Regions from separate parts of the Oryctolagus cuniculus genome. Here region 1 is linked to region 2. Evidence: chromatin contacts called from public Micro-C data. All regions are on one chromosome and are shown on one strand. The core of a region is the stretch at or near the end of the contact, and the rest is flanking DNA. Distances in the headings are between cores, read along the strand shown.

Evidence for each region. A called contact is a pair of places that touch in the nucleus more often than the background predicts.
Region 1: a contact with region 2 is called in a Micro-C map of ear pinna, with 2.0 times the contacts expected there. The contact joins the enhancer-like site here to the promoter of ZDHHC13 in region 2.

What each region holds. Positions count from the first base shown.
Region 1 is chr1:47,341,343-47,346,924 of mOryCun1.1, forward strand. No RefSeq gene overlaps it. Among named protein-coding and RNA genes, the nearest start is that of MGRG4, 29 kb to the right of the region's middle. Within about 2 kb of position 4,124, at least 3 of the 8 cell types and tissues checked have an H3K27ac peak or open chromatin away from gene starts, as enhancers often do. A contact at or near this core is called in ear pinna, where this site is marked.
Region 2 is chr1:47,294,830-47,301,207 of mOryCun1.1, forward strand. It overlaps ZDHHC13 (zinc finger DHHC-type palmitoyltransferase 13), which reads right to left and starts at 3,499. Exons shown (of 16, transcript XM_051851863.2): 1 at 3,349-3,499. The coding sequence starts at 3,375.

The DNA of each region.
Region 1 (5,582 bases), core at 2,874-5,373, 47 kb after region 2:
CAAGCTTCCTATATTAAAACTAACACACTTTCTATTAGAAAAACATATTTTTTAAAGATTTATTTTATTTGGAAGGCAGTGTTACAGGGATGGGGATGGGGAGAGAGAGAGAGAGAGCAAGAGCGAGCAATTTTCTATCTGTCGGCTCATTCTCCAAACAGCCACAATAGCTGTGCTGGGCCAGGCCAAATCCAGGAGTCTGGAACTCCAACTAGGTGTGGCACCTGCGTGGCAGAGGCCCAGGCACTCAGGCCGTCTTTCACTGCTTTCCCCAGGTGCATTGGCAGAGAGAGGGATTGGAAGTGGAGCAGTGGGGACTTCAACAAGTGCTCCCATGAGATACAAGCATCACAGACGGTGGCTTATCTTTCTGGGCCACAGTACTGGTCCCGTAGAAAAACAGATCTTAAAAGCCTACCCTGCCCTTGGCCATCAACCACAAGCTGCCCATGCCTGCATTGTGCTGGCAGCAGACAACAATCGTCACAAGTATTTTTCCTGAACCACTCCTGTGCCTGACCCATCTCTCTTTTGTTTTGTTTTGTTTTGTTTTTGACAGGCAGAGTGGACAGTGAGAGAGAGAGAGACAGAGAGAAAGGTCTTCCTTTGCCGTTGGTTCACCCTCCAATGGCCGCCGCGGCCGGCACGCTGCGGCCGGTGCACTGCGCTGATCCGAAGGCAAGAGCCAGGTGCTTCTCCTGGTCTCCCATGGGGTGCAGGGCCCAAGGACTTGGGCCATCCTCCACTGCAATTCTGGGCCATAGCAGAGAGCTGGCCTGGAAGAGGGGCAACTGGGACAGAATCTGGCGCCCCAACTGGGACTAGAACCTGGTGTGCCGGCACCACTAGGCAGAGGATTAGCCTATTGAGCCGCGGCGCCAGTCTTCCATCTCTTCTTGTGCTACTTCCCCTAGCACTGGGATTCCATGGCTCCTTCCGCCACCTGCCAGCACCAAGTTCTGGCCCTCGTCCTTTATAGGTGACTCATGTAGACCCTCCTCGGGTCCTCTCTTAGTGCCACATTCCATGAGGGCCCCTTCAGCGAGTCTTGATCACAACTGTGGAGCAGCAGTCATGGTCACACCCCAGCCTACCTCTGCTGTGTCCATGCCTGCTTGGAGACGCCTTTCACACCCAGTGGGGATCAGTCATCCTCACGAGCAGAGGAGGCAGTTTCATGGAGCTGCTGTCCCCTAGCTAGAACTGGACAGAGCCAGGACCCACAGCCCAGTCTTCTGATGTGGCCCAGTACACTTCCCACTATCATACAGCTGCCTCTGATGAGCTCGATGACAAAAACCAGTCAGCATTTTCTGTTCTCTCATTGTTAAACCCTCCAGTCTTCATCAACATGAACTGAAACCTTTTCAGTCTTAGCCTGAAGGTTGAGAAATCTTGGGGTCATTGCCAGATGCGATCTTATGATCCAGGGAATGTTCATGTGCGTCCCATGGGGCTGAAGATCACTGGCTGCAGTCAGCCGAGACGTCAGTACAGGTGTTTTCCAGCATACGCAAAGCCAAGGCGGAAGACGGGGTGGAAACACATAGGGTCCCACGAGACCTCTCTCTTGTCTCGGGAATATCTTGATGTTCTGCAGGAAACTGTTTTTTAGCTGTCAGCAAAAAAACATTTTATAAATCACAAAACGTGACAGTATATGTACCCAGTTAGGTCAGTCCTGAAATCTGAATCAGATTTTGCAAAGGAAATTTAGCCGCATTCCCTTATGGGGAGATCTAGCATTGCAGGGCCCGCCCCAACCACCCCTGGTCTTAGAGTGGCAAGGCAGGTGGAGAAAAACCCAAGCAAATAAAGGAACCAGATCCTTTCAGATGACCAAAGTAAAGGACCCCCAATAGGGTAGTGTCAGAGAGTGGGTGGGTGGAGGGGGCTCTGGTCAGGGCGTGCCTCGTGTGTTCAGCAATGGCTAGCAGGGAAAGGAAATGGCCCAGCTGAGTCCCCAGAGACAAGAAGTTAGCAGCCCAAGTAAAGAGCAGGGGCAGTGCAGGCAGTGCCAAGGCTCAGAAGCCAGAGTGAGCTGGAGGGAGTGGGTGGGGGAGGGTGGGTTCTGTGTCAGAGAAACCAGTGTAGCAGGTGCACAGGCAAAGAAAAGTATTCCAGTTGGTGAAGGCAGAGGTAGGCACTCTGGGAGCGCCGACCACATCCAGGCGGGAAAGCAGGGTGTGTTTCACACCTTTTGTAACTTCACCGCTGCACCCACCCTCCATGTCTGGTCCTTGAGCAAATCCAGGCAGCTCTGACTCAGACCACGCCCTGTCCTGGCTCCACAGCCACTCCCAGCCAGGCACTGTCCTCTGTGCGTAGGCATGGGCTTTCTTAGGGGTCTCCTTGCCTCTTTCAAGACATCCTCTCAGTGGAAAAGCAATCTGCTTAATGCAATTCAGAGAGCACCTCACCCTTGCTTAGACTTCTCCAGCGGCTTTGCACTCAGAATAAACCCAACTCTTAGCCCTTACCTCTACCTCTGCCTCCCTCTGCTCCAGCCACAGAGGAAACTAACATCTTTCCTGCCTCAGGCCCTTTGCACATGTGGGTTCCTGTTTCAGGCATGCTCCTCCCCTGGTTTTCGATAAGTCTTGTTCTTTTTCGCATTGCAGAGCTCAGCCTAAACTTCTCAGAGAATCCTTCCCGGCCACTCCATCTAACAGGGCTGCCATGTGACTCTCCACCAATCTGTAATATTGATTTCCTTCATGGCCTCGATCATAGTGTGCAATCGCTCCATTTGTTTGCTGCTTTCTTGATTTTGGTCTTTTTTAAATTTGCTTTTGATATCCATGAGAGCAAAAACTATACTTTCTTTTTTTCATTTTGATTTGTGTTTATTTGAAAGTGGAGGAGGAGGAATCTTTTATCCACTTGTTCAGTACCCAAATGCCCACAACAGCTGGGCTGGGCCAGGCCAAAGCCAGGAGCCATAACTCAATCTGGGTCTCCCATGTGGATGGCAGGGACCCAACCAGTTGAGCCTTCACCCGCAGGAACCCAGGCCCTGTGATACAGGATGTGGGTGCCTCGAGGGACGTCCTAGCCATTAGGCCAAATGTCCATCCCTGCAACTCTTTCCTTTCAGGTGGATTCTCTGCCTGGTGTTTGCATATTTGTGAAGTGAATGGATTTGCTCCAGGGGGTGGGAGCGCACGTGGATTCTAGGAGTGACCTGGCTCTACCGTCCCCTCCAATGCTGTTTTGAGCCCAGAACCTCTTTCTAAATGCAATCCTGTGCAAACCAAGGACTCGGAGACCCAGCAGTCAGGAGCCCTGCCCTCCCAGCTCCGGGTCCACATCAGCACTGCTGAGAGCAGTGGCTGGCACAGGGTAAGTGCTACCCAACGGATTGATGTTGTTGCCATAGTGATGGTAGGTGCACTGCTGGGTGCTGAGAGCAGGGGCCCCGGAATGCCTGCCTCTGAGTCCATTAAGTGGAGCCCGTTTTGCCATGGGTGGGAGTGACTTCAGTCCTCAGGCCCCTGGGGACCGGAACCACTGCTTATGAAGGCACAGAGCGTTCCCCTGCCACCCAGCGGAGAAGACACGCTTGCTGGCTCCTTTTCGGAGAGCAGGCAGTCCAGGCCGCGAGGAGTTTCAGGAGTTGCCTGAGTCAGGAGTGGCTGACCCAGGACTACCCAGGAGGCTGCAGAGACAGGAGCAGGCAAGGCGGGTCTGTGTTTTAGCTGAGAATGACATTCAAGGGGAAGAGAGACACGGCAGAGAGATGCCATTAGGCCCCTCTGCCTGTCTGAAAACGCTCCAGCACACCACTAATCAGGGCTCCTAGCGCACTGGGCACTGCTTCCCTGGTGCTGGTGAGGTGGGTGGGGAGAGGGGAAAGAGCCCCGGACCAAGAGCTGTGAGCTGGCTTCAGGCGCCCATTCCAGCACGCAAAGCAAGGCTGCTGGGAGACAGATGCTGAGTAAGTATTTGCTGGACAAATGGACGAGGGGACCAGTGGGTGAATCACACAGTCGGAGCCTGCTCTCAGGAAGCTGCCAGCCCGCAGGAGCAGAGAAGACAACCACGGTCCACAGCCTGGGGCAGCAGGTGCCGGGCTTGGGCTGCAGGAGCTCAGCCAAAGGCAGCCCAGCTGGGCCCAGAGGGTTAAGAGGATCCCAGGAGGTGGAGAAGAGGGACCGACAGGGGGCAGGGCTGGGAGGCTGCGCCACAGAGCGCTTGGTGGGGGCCGGTGAAGGTGGGGGAGCTGGTTTGACCCAGAGGCCCCTCCAGACTCCTCCACGCAGCCAGGAGGCCAGGGAGGGGAGAGGGCAGGGGGGAGATCAGTTCCCAGCTTCCTGAGCTGTAGGAGGAAGTTAACCCCAGGTACCTGTCTGGACCTTCGCCCTCCTCTGGGGCTACCCAACCTCTGCCACCCAGCCCAGCACACACCCTGGCCGATGCCTGGCAGCCGGGCCCCGCCCTGGCCAATCACTGGGAGAGGGAGAGGTGGGGAAAACCAGACCGGCAGGCCTCACCAGGTGGCAGCCAGGCCTGGGAAAAGAGGGTGACTTGGAGGTCACCGGGGCTCCCCGAAATCTAGAATGGGGAGGAGCTGCTGTCTGCTGCCTCCTCAAGGCAGCGCCTTTTGCCTTTTGCTCCCCAACACCGGTCCCCGTGAGGGTGGAGGCAGCTATCCCAGCTGCAACCCTGCTCCCTGTCTTCACAGGGCGGTGCCCTCTGCGGCCGCCTTCCCGCCTTCGCAGGGGCAGAGAAGGAAGCTGGGGCTTCGCTCAGCGGCACGCCGCAGGCGGCAGAGCCGCAGCCCCCTCCCTCCGAGTGCAGGTGCAGCCACTGCTCAGCCCCAGGACCCAGGTGAGCCGGCGTGTGCTGAGCGGCTTCAAAGCCAGCAGGTCCCGGGGGCTGGGTTTCGGAAGCCTCGTGACAGCCCAGGAAAGAAATGGGGAATGAAGGTGTTGACGAGGGCAAGGACTTTTTCAGGGACGTCATCACAGGGCCCCCAGCTGGCCCGGCAAGGGTCGCAGGATCCTGACCGTGGGTGTTGACTACCACCTAGTGGCCGTTTGTGGTATTGTCACATTTTCTTTTTTTTTAACACTCGTAATCACAAAGAAAGCATTTTATTTATTTATTTATTTATTTATTTTTTGCATTTAATTTTTTTATTATTTCAATATACCGTTTAAAAAATAGCAAATGCATTCATGGTTCAAGCAAAAAATAATATTGTTTGGTTTGTGTGCAGATATACTTACAAACATATTCACATACTTACACAGGCTCATATAATTCATATAAAAAAGAAAACTGTTGTCACTCAGTAATTATTAAAGTCCTACCCATGAATGTCTAATTTTCCCAAATTTTTAAACTTTTATTTAGTATATATAAATTTCCAAAATACAGTTTATGGATTACAATGGCTTTCCCCCCAAAAAAACTTCCCTCCCACTCGCAACCCTCCCATCTCCCGCACCCTCTCCCATTCCATTCACATCAAGATTCATTTTCAATTATCTTTATATGAAAGAAGATCGATTTAGTATATATAAGTAAAGATTTCAACAGTTTGCACCCACACAGAAACACAAAGTGTAAAATACTGT
Region 2 (6,378 bases), core at 2,249-4,748:
ATTTTGCCAGATTATGAAACAATGAGAAAGAGTGAAAAAGCTGACACATGGCCATTGTAGTTTATCATGACATTAACACAAGCAGCAGAGTTCAGTTTCCAAGTTCCTTCTTAGACAAGTATTTTCATCAATGCTAGGACCTGTTCTAGACATGCAGCACACAGCAGTGAACCTAAGAGGTCAACAGGACCAACAGGTGTGTTACATGGTATTAAATGCTGAGGTGCAACATAAAACAAGGAAGGGATTTTTACTGGTAGTAGTGATGAAGGGAATACAGGGGCACAGAATGCCACACTGAAGTGGTATTTGTGTCCAGATCTCAGACGTGGAGAAATCAGCCACATAGGTACACAACAAAAGAGCATTTGAGCCACAGCAAATAGCAAGTTTAAGCCCCCAAAGCCAATGGGGCTGGGGCTGATGGATCAAGTAAGAAAGTACTCAAAAAAGGTGAGGTCGGTCAGAAAGAAACTGATGGGAAGACCAGCTGTATAGGCATTCTGGCAAAAATCCATCAATGATGAACTTGGAATCAAAAACCAAATTCAACAACAGCAGGGAATGCTTTTTTCTTGTTTTATCCACTAATTTATTGCCAGTAGCTAGAAGGATACCTTAACACCTAGGAGACATTCAAAACTCATTTTTCAGGGCTGGCCTGTGGCACAGCAAGTAAAGCCACTGCCTGCAAAGTCAGCTTCTCATATGGGCACTAGCTTGTATCCCGGCTGTTCCACTTCTGCTCCAGCTTCCTGCTAACAGTCCAAGCAGGAGAAGATGGCCCAACTGCTTGCACTGCTACCACCCTTGTGGGAGACCTGGATAAAGCCCCTCGCTTGTGGCTTTGGCCTGACTCAGCCCTGGCCATTGCAGCCATCTGAGGAGTGAACCAGCAGACAGAAGTTCTCCTTCTCTATCTGTAACTCTGATTTTCAAATGTTAAGACCCACTATTAAGCCAAAAAAAAAAAAAAAAAAAACCACTTCATTTGTTAAATGAACAAAGGAAGTCCTGGCTCTACCACTTAGTGGCTATTTGACTTGTAGCAAGTGAGTCCAATTTTTTAAGCTTCAATTCTTTCTCTTAACTCGAATACCACATGGTCCATGATTTAAGATCATCAGACATGATTTTTTGACTTTACAATGGTGCGAAAGTGACAACATTCAGTAGAAACTTTATTTTAAATTTAATCTTTCCCAGAGGAGTGATACCAGCATTCTCTTGCGATGCTGGGCAGTGGCAGCAAGCCACAGCTCTCAGAAATCGATGGCCCTGTTGCTATAGCATCCCCACCATTCAGCAACTAATTTTAATTCAATGCTCCAAACATTCTTTAGCCCCAGTGTGCTTTCCGCGGTGTATATATACTGGGGACCCACACCACCATTCTGTTTTCTATTCTCAGTATACAAAAAATTATTGAAAATCAATAGTTTATTATAAAATCAGCTTTGTGTTAGATGACTTAGCTCAAATGCAGGAAAATTTGGAACACATGTAAGGTAGGCTAGACTAAATTATGTTTGGTAGGTTAGGTGTATTAAGTGCATTTTCCACTTCAAATATTTTCAACTTACAACAAGTTATTTGAGCATAACCCATGGGAAGTTGAGGAGCAACCATACACAAAGCCCTCCACATCCCTGGATTCCAAATCTACCGATTAAGCCAACTGTGAATTGAATATATATTAAAAAAAAAAAAATGTCAAGCTGATGCAGACATGTAGACATGTACTGCTGTGTAGTTAGGCCTACAATTGTTAGGCCTGAACACGTACAGACTCTTTGTCATTACTCCCTAAATAGTAGAATTTAACAAGTATTTATATACTTTTAGGTGTTGTAAGTAATCTAGATGTGATTTACATATATGGGAGGATATGCACTGGTTATATACAAATACTATGCCGTTTTATGTAAGTAGAGTAAACATCTGTGGATTGTGGTATCCGCAGGGGTCCTAGAATCAACCCCTACTGCTCGGAGAGCAAGGGACTACTGTACCAATCTCTCTCCACTTCACAGGATCATAGTGAAAATCAACAGAGGGGCTGCATTTTGCCCCCTGTGAAGCACAGCATATAGCTAAGATCTTCACATGATAGAAAAAACAGTGGCTGCTGTGCTCTCTCTACCTTGCCCTACTCACAGCCACCTCTGAGTCATTCTCTCCCTCCACGTGTAGGGACTGGGGCACGCCTGTCTTCCCTTCAGCTGACGGAGTACACGTGGGGCGCTTGAAGGATTTTGTCAATGCATGCCCGTAATTAGGACATGATAGCCACTTCTACTAAGTTTCTTTGAGGCTCTGAGAAAAACAGCAAGACACGGTTTCTATGTGAAGATTCTACACGCTTTTGTAAAGTCCTACTTGCACACCATTTTTTCTTGACTCAAAATGCACCAACACCCAGTAAGAACACCTTTATGCTTCCCCCACACAACCTGTCACTTAAACCTCCACGGGAAAAGGGGGAGCAAGAGACACATTCTCGGGACTGAAAGACCTTCTTCAGGGTCCACGTACTTCAATCATTTCATGCTCGAAAATCAGTGACTCCACTCATTCAAGTCGGAGACACCCTCAGTTTTTGTTTTGTTGTTGTTTGTTTTTTAATCTATAAGTAGAGAGATACCTTAAGGATGCACTGACTCTGGAGTAAAACAACACACGTAAAAGTATCCGGCATACGCAAAGTGCTCAATCTGCTAATTCTTCATGTATTCAACAAATATTCCGTGACCTTCTGTACTCTAGGCACTGGGAAAAGTGCGTACGGAAAATGGACAAAACTCCTCTCTCGGTGCCAACACTCCCTGCCCGTCGCCCGCTCCTGTCCTCACACCTGGCTGTTAATTCCTCCTCCACAGAACGGAGTCCTCCGGGATTCTGCAGATGGCTATCACGTACCTCCCCTCCCAGCAGCCCGAACAGACGGCCTTAATTCTTTTCAGGAGCAAGCAAGGATGCGGGAACAAGAGTTACAACAGGGTGTGCGAGGCGACCGCGGGTGCTCAGACGCCAGACCAAGGTCAAGGCGCGCTGGCTCAACTCAGATGTGTCACCTGACACGTCCCCTAGGCACAGCGAACCCCCCAACCAGGCCCCACAGCGGCTCGCGCCGGGCACCGGCCCCAGGGCCCAGGGGGCGCCCTGACCTGCGGCTGGAGGCCAGAGGGGCCGGCGCGGGCCCTCAGACGACAGTCTTCGGCTTTCCAGCATCTCTCTCAGAGTTTCCAAGCTCCTATCTCCCCGGACCAGGCCCCCGCTGCCCTCGGAGGCCCCTCAGCTGCTTCCACTCCACACTGTCTCTCTCCCCACAGCCCCAGCCCCACTCACCTGCGAGCTCAGCCCCGAGCCCTCCATCTCCCCAGGGACCCGTGGCAGCGGCAGCGACTCGGCGAAGTGGCAGCCGTCGCCCGCCTGCCAGCCCGCCTTGGGCCGCCTCTACTCTCACTTCCTGCTCGCGCCCCCGCCTCCGCCGCCGCGGTCCCAGCTTACACTCTGTGCCGTCAATCGGTCTCAGAGAGCCAATCCGCGAGCACCTTCGGCTGGAGGCGGAACTTTTCCTCCGCCTGGGAGGCCAGTAGGGAAGCGCCAGCCTGAGACCCCGCCCCTGGCCCGCCCCCGCGGTACGCTCGGGCTCCCACAGCCTCCGCGCAAGACTGCGCATCTCGCCGTGGTGGAGTGATCCTGCTACTACAGGCTCTGGCTGTTAGGACAACAGCAGCAACATTCTACCGAGAGCAAATTTGGACTGGGCGGGCCGGCGCCGCGGCTCACTAGGCTAATCCTCCGCCTTGTGGCGCCGGCACACCGGGTTGGGGCGCCGGATTCTGTCCCAGTTGCCTCTCTTCCAGGCCAGCTCTCTGCTGTGGCCAGGGAGTGCTTGGGCCCTGCACCCCATGGAAGACCAGGAGAAGCACCTGGCTCCTGCCATCGGATCAGCGCGGTGCGCCGGCCGCAGTGCACCGGCCACGGCAGCCACTGGAGGGTGAACCAACGGCAAAGGAAGACCTTTCTCTCTGTCTCTCTCTCACTGTCCACTCTGCCTGTCAAAAAAAATTTTTTTTTGGACTGGGCAACTGAGTAGCTGGCCGACCTTGCGAAAATGTTTACAGTGTTCTCATTTGTGAAAGAAGAAAAATGAGAGAATTATCAGGAGGATTAAATAAGAAAAAGTTTAAAGTACCGAACCAATGGTACTATGGGCTTATGGAAAGGAGCCCATACGTGTTAGCTGTTAAAATATTTGCCAGTGTCTACTTGTGTGATCTTGAAAACTGAAAATATTATGATGCCCTTGTCCCATACTAGTAATGTTAACCATAAAATACCTGGAAAATCCAACGAAATGCTGAGTTTTCTCAAGAAGACTGTTACTATGATACAATAAATTAAAAGTATATTATTATTATTACATTTTAGTGCTCCTGACTACTGGGCACAACAGCCCTTGGTTGTCCAGAAAGCCCAAGCCCTTTGAGGACGGGAACCATGTTATGGCCATCTCTGAACTCCCGGTGCCTGCCACAGCACTGGGATATGGAAAATGCTCAGCCCAATTGTGTTGGAGTGCATGGGTGGATGTACAGGTGTGTCATCAACTTCTATCATGCAGGGACAAACTGTCAAATAGCAGTGCAAGTAGCTTCTTTTGAGGACCAGCGGAAAGAGCAGTTAATTCAGAGAGACTAGAATGAGGCGCTGGGCAAGGCTTCACAGAGGAAGAAATGTTTGGGTGTGGTCATTTTGCTTGGCTAGTCAGAGCTCTGTTTATTGATCAACTACTGTGCATTGGCACCTGTGCCAGTGTTTTGCAAACATTATGTCTAATCCACAAGATGAGTGTTGTTTCCCCCATTTCCCAAAAGAAGAAACAGGTTCAGACTGATTCCTCAAATCCCAAGTCACTCAGCTAGTAAATGGCAGAGAGAGAATTCACACCCAGGTCTCTTACGGAGGCTCAAAAGCTGCTGTTTCAATGCTTCAGTAATGATAGGCTAGTACATTGGAAGGCCTTGAAGCAAATAAATCCTAACACCCCACTCCTTAGCCAGGCTCCTGGTTCCCCTCTGTTCATTTGTTTTCTGCCTCCAATGAGCTACTTCAGGTCCATGTCTATAGGCTATGTGAAAGCAAACCCAGGGCTGACTCTAAGTGCCGCCATTAGTTCTCATCTTGGAAAACCCTGTGGCTTTTAGACATACTCCGGTTGAACAGCATACTTGTGAAAGCATGCTTCTGGCTTCTGAGACTGACAACCTGGCCCGAATCTCAGGTCCAGTACTTAGTAGCTGTGTGTCTTGGGCAAGTTGTGAAATCTCTTTGTGCTTCCTCATTGCTTCCTCATCTGTAAACACGGGACCCAGCAGTACTTGCTTTACAGTGCTGTTGAGGGAATGAAATCAGCTAATGTATACAAAATACTTTGAGGAAGACCTGCTAGTACTAAGCACTATGTATGGGCTCTCTAGTTATCTGTCATCATCCTCAGGAGTGGGTGTGGGAGAGGATTGAATGGCCCAGCTGGATGCTATCTTGAAAGGGCCAATGGCCTGTGTGGTGGCGCAGTAGGTTAATCCTCCACCAGCAGTGCAAGAATCCCATATGGGCACCAGTTCTAGTCCTGGCTGCTCCTCTTCCGATCCAGCTCTCTGCTATGGCCTGGGAAAGCAGTAGAAGATGGCCCAAGTCCTTGGGCCCCTGCACCCACATGGGAGACCCGGAAGAAGCTCCTGGCTCCTGGTTTTGGACTGGTGCAGCTCTGGACAATGAGGCCATTTGGGGAGTGAACCAGCGGATGGAAGACCCCTCTCACTGTCTCTCTCTCTCTCTCACTGTCTGTAACTCTACCTCTCAAATAAGTAAATAAAAATCTTAAAAAAAAATAAAGAAAGAAAAGAAAGGGGCAAAGCCAGAGATTCAGCCTGAATTGGAGTCCCAGGTTTCCCATCACTTTCTCTGTGTGTTAGCTTCTTAGGCTTGCCATAACAAAATACTACAGACTGGGTGCCTTAAACAATAGAAATTTATTGTATTGCACTTTCGGTGGCTAGAAGTCCAAAATCAAGGCATTAGTGGGGTTGAGTTCATTGGAGGCCTGTCTCCTTGGATTACCAACGGTCATCTTCACCCTATATCCTCACATGGTCTCTCTTTCTGAGTCTGCATCTTAATTTCCTCTGCTTGTAAGCACACCAGTTAAGTTGGATTGGAGCACCCTCCCCCCATGACCGCATTTGAACTCTGTAACCTCTTCGAAGACCGTATCTCCAAATACAGTCACATTCTGAGATACTGAGGGTTAAAACGTCAATATATGGATTTCACAGGGACAAAATTCATCCCATAGCACTGTGTGACCAT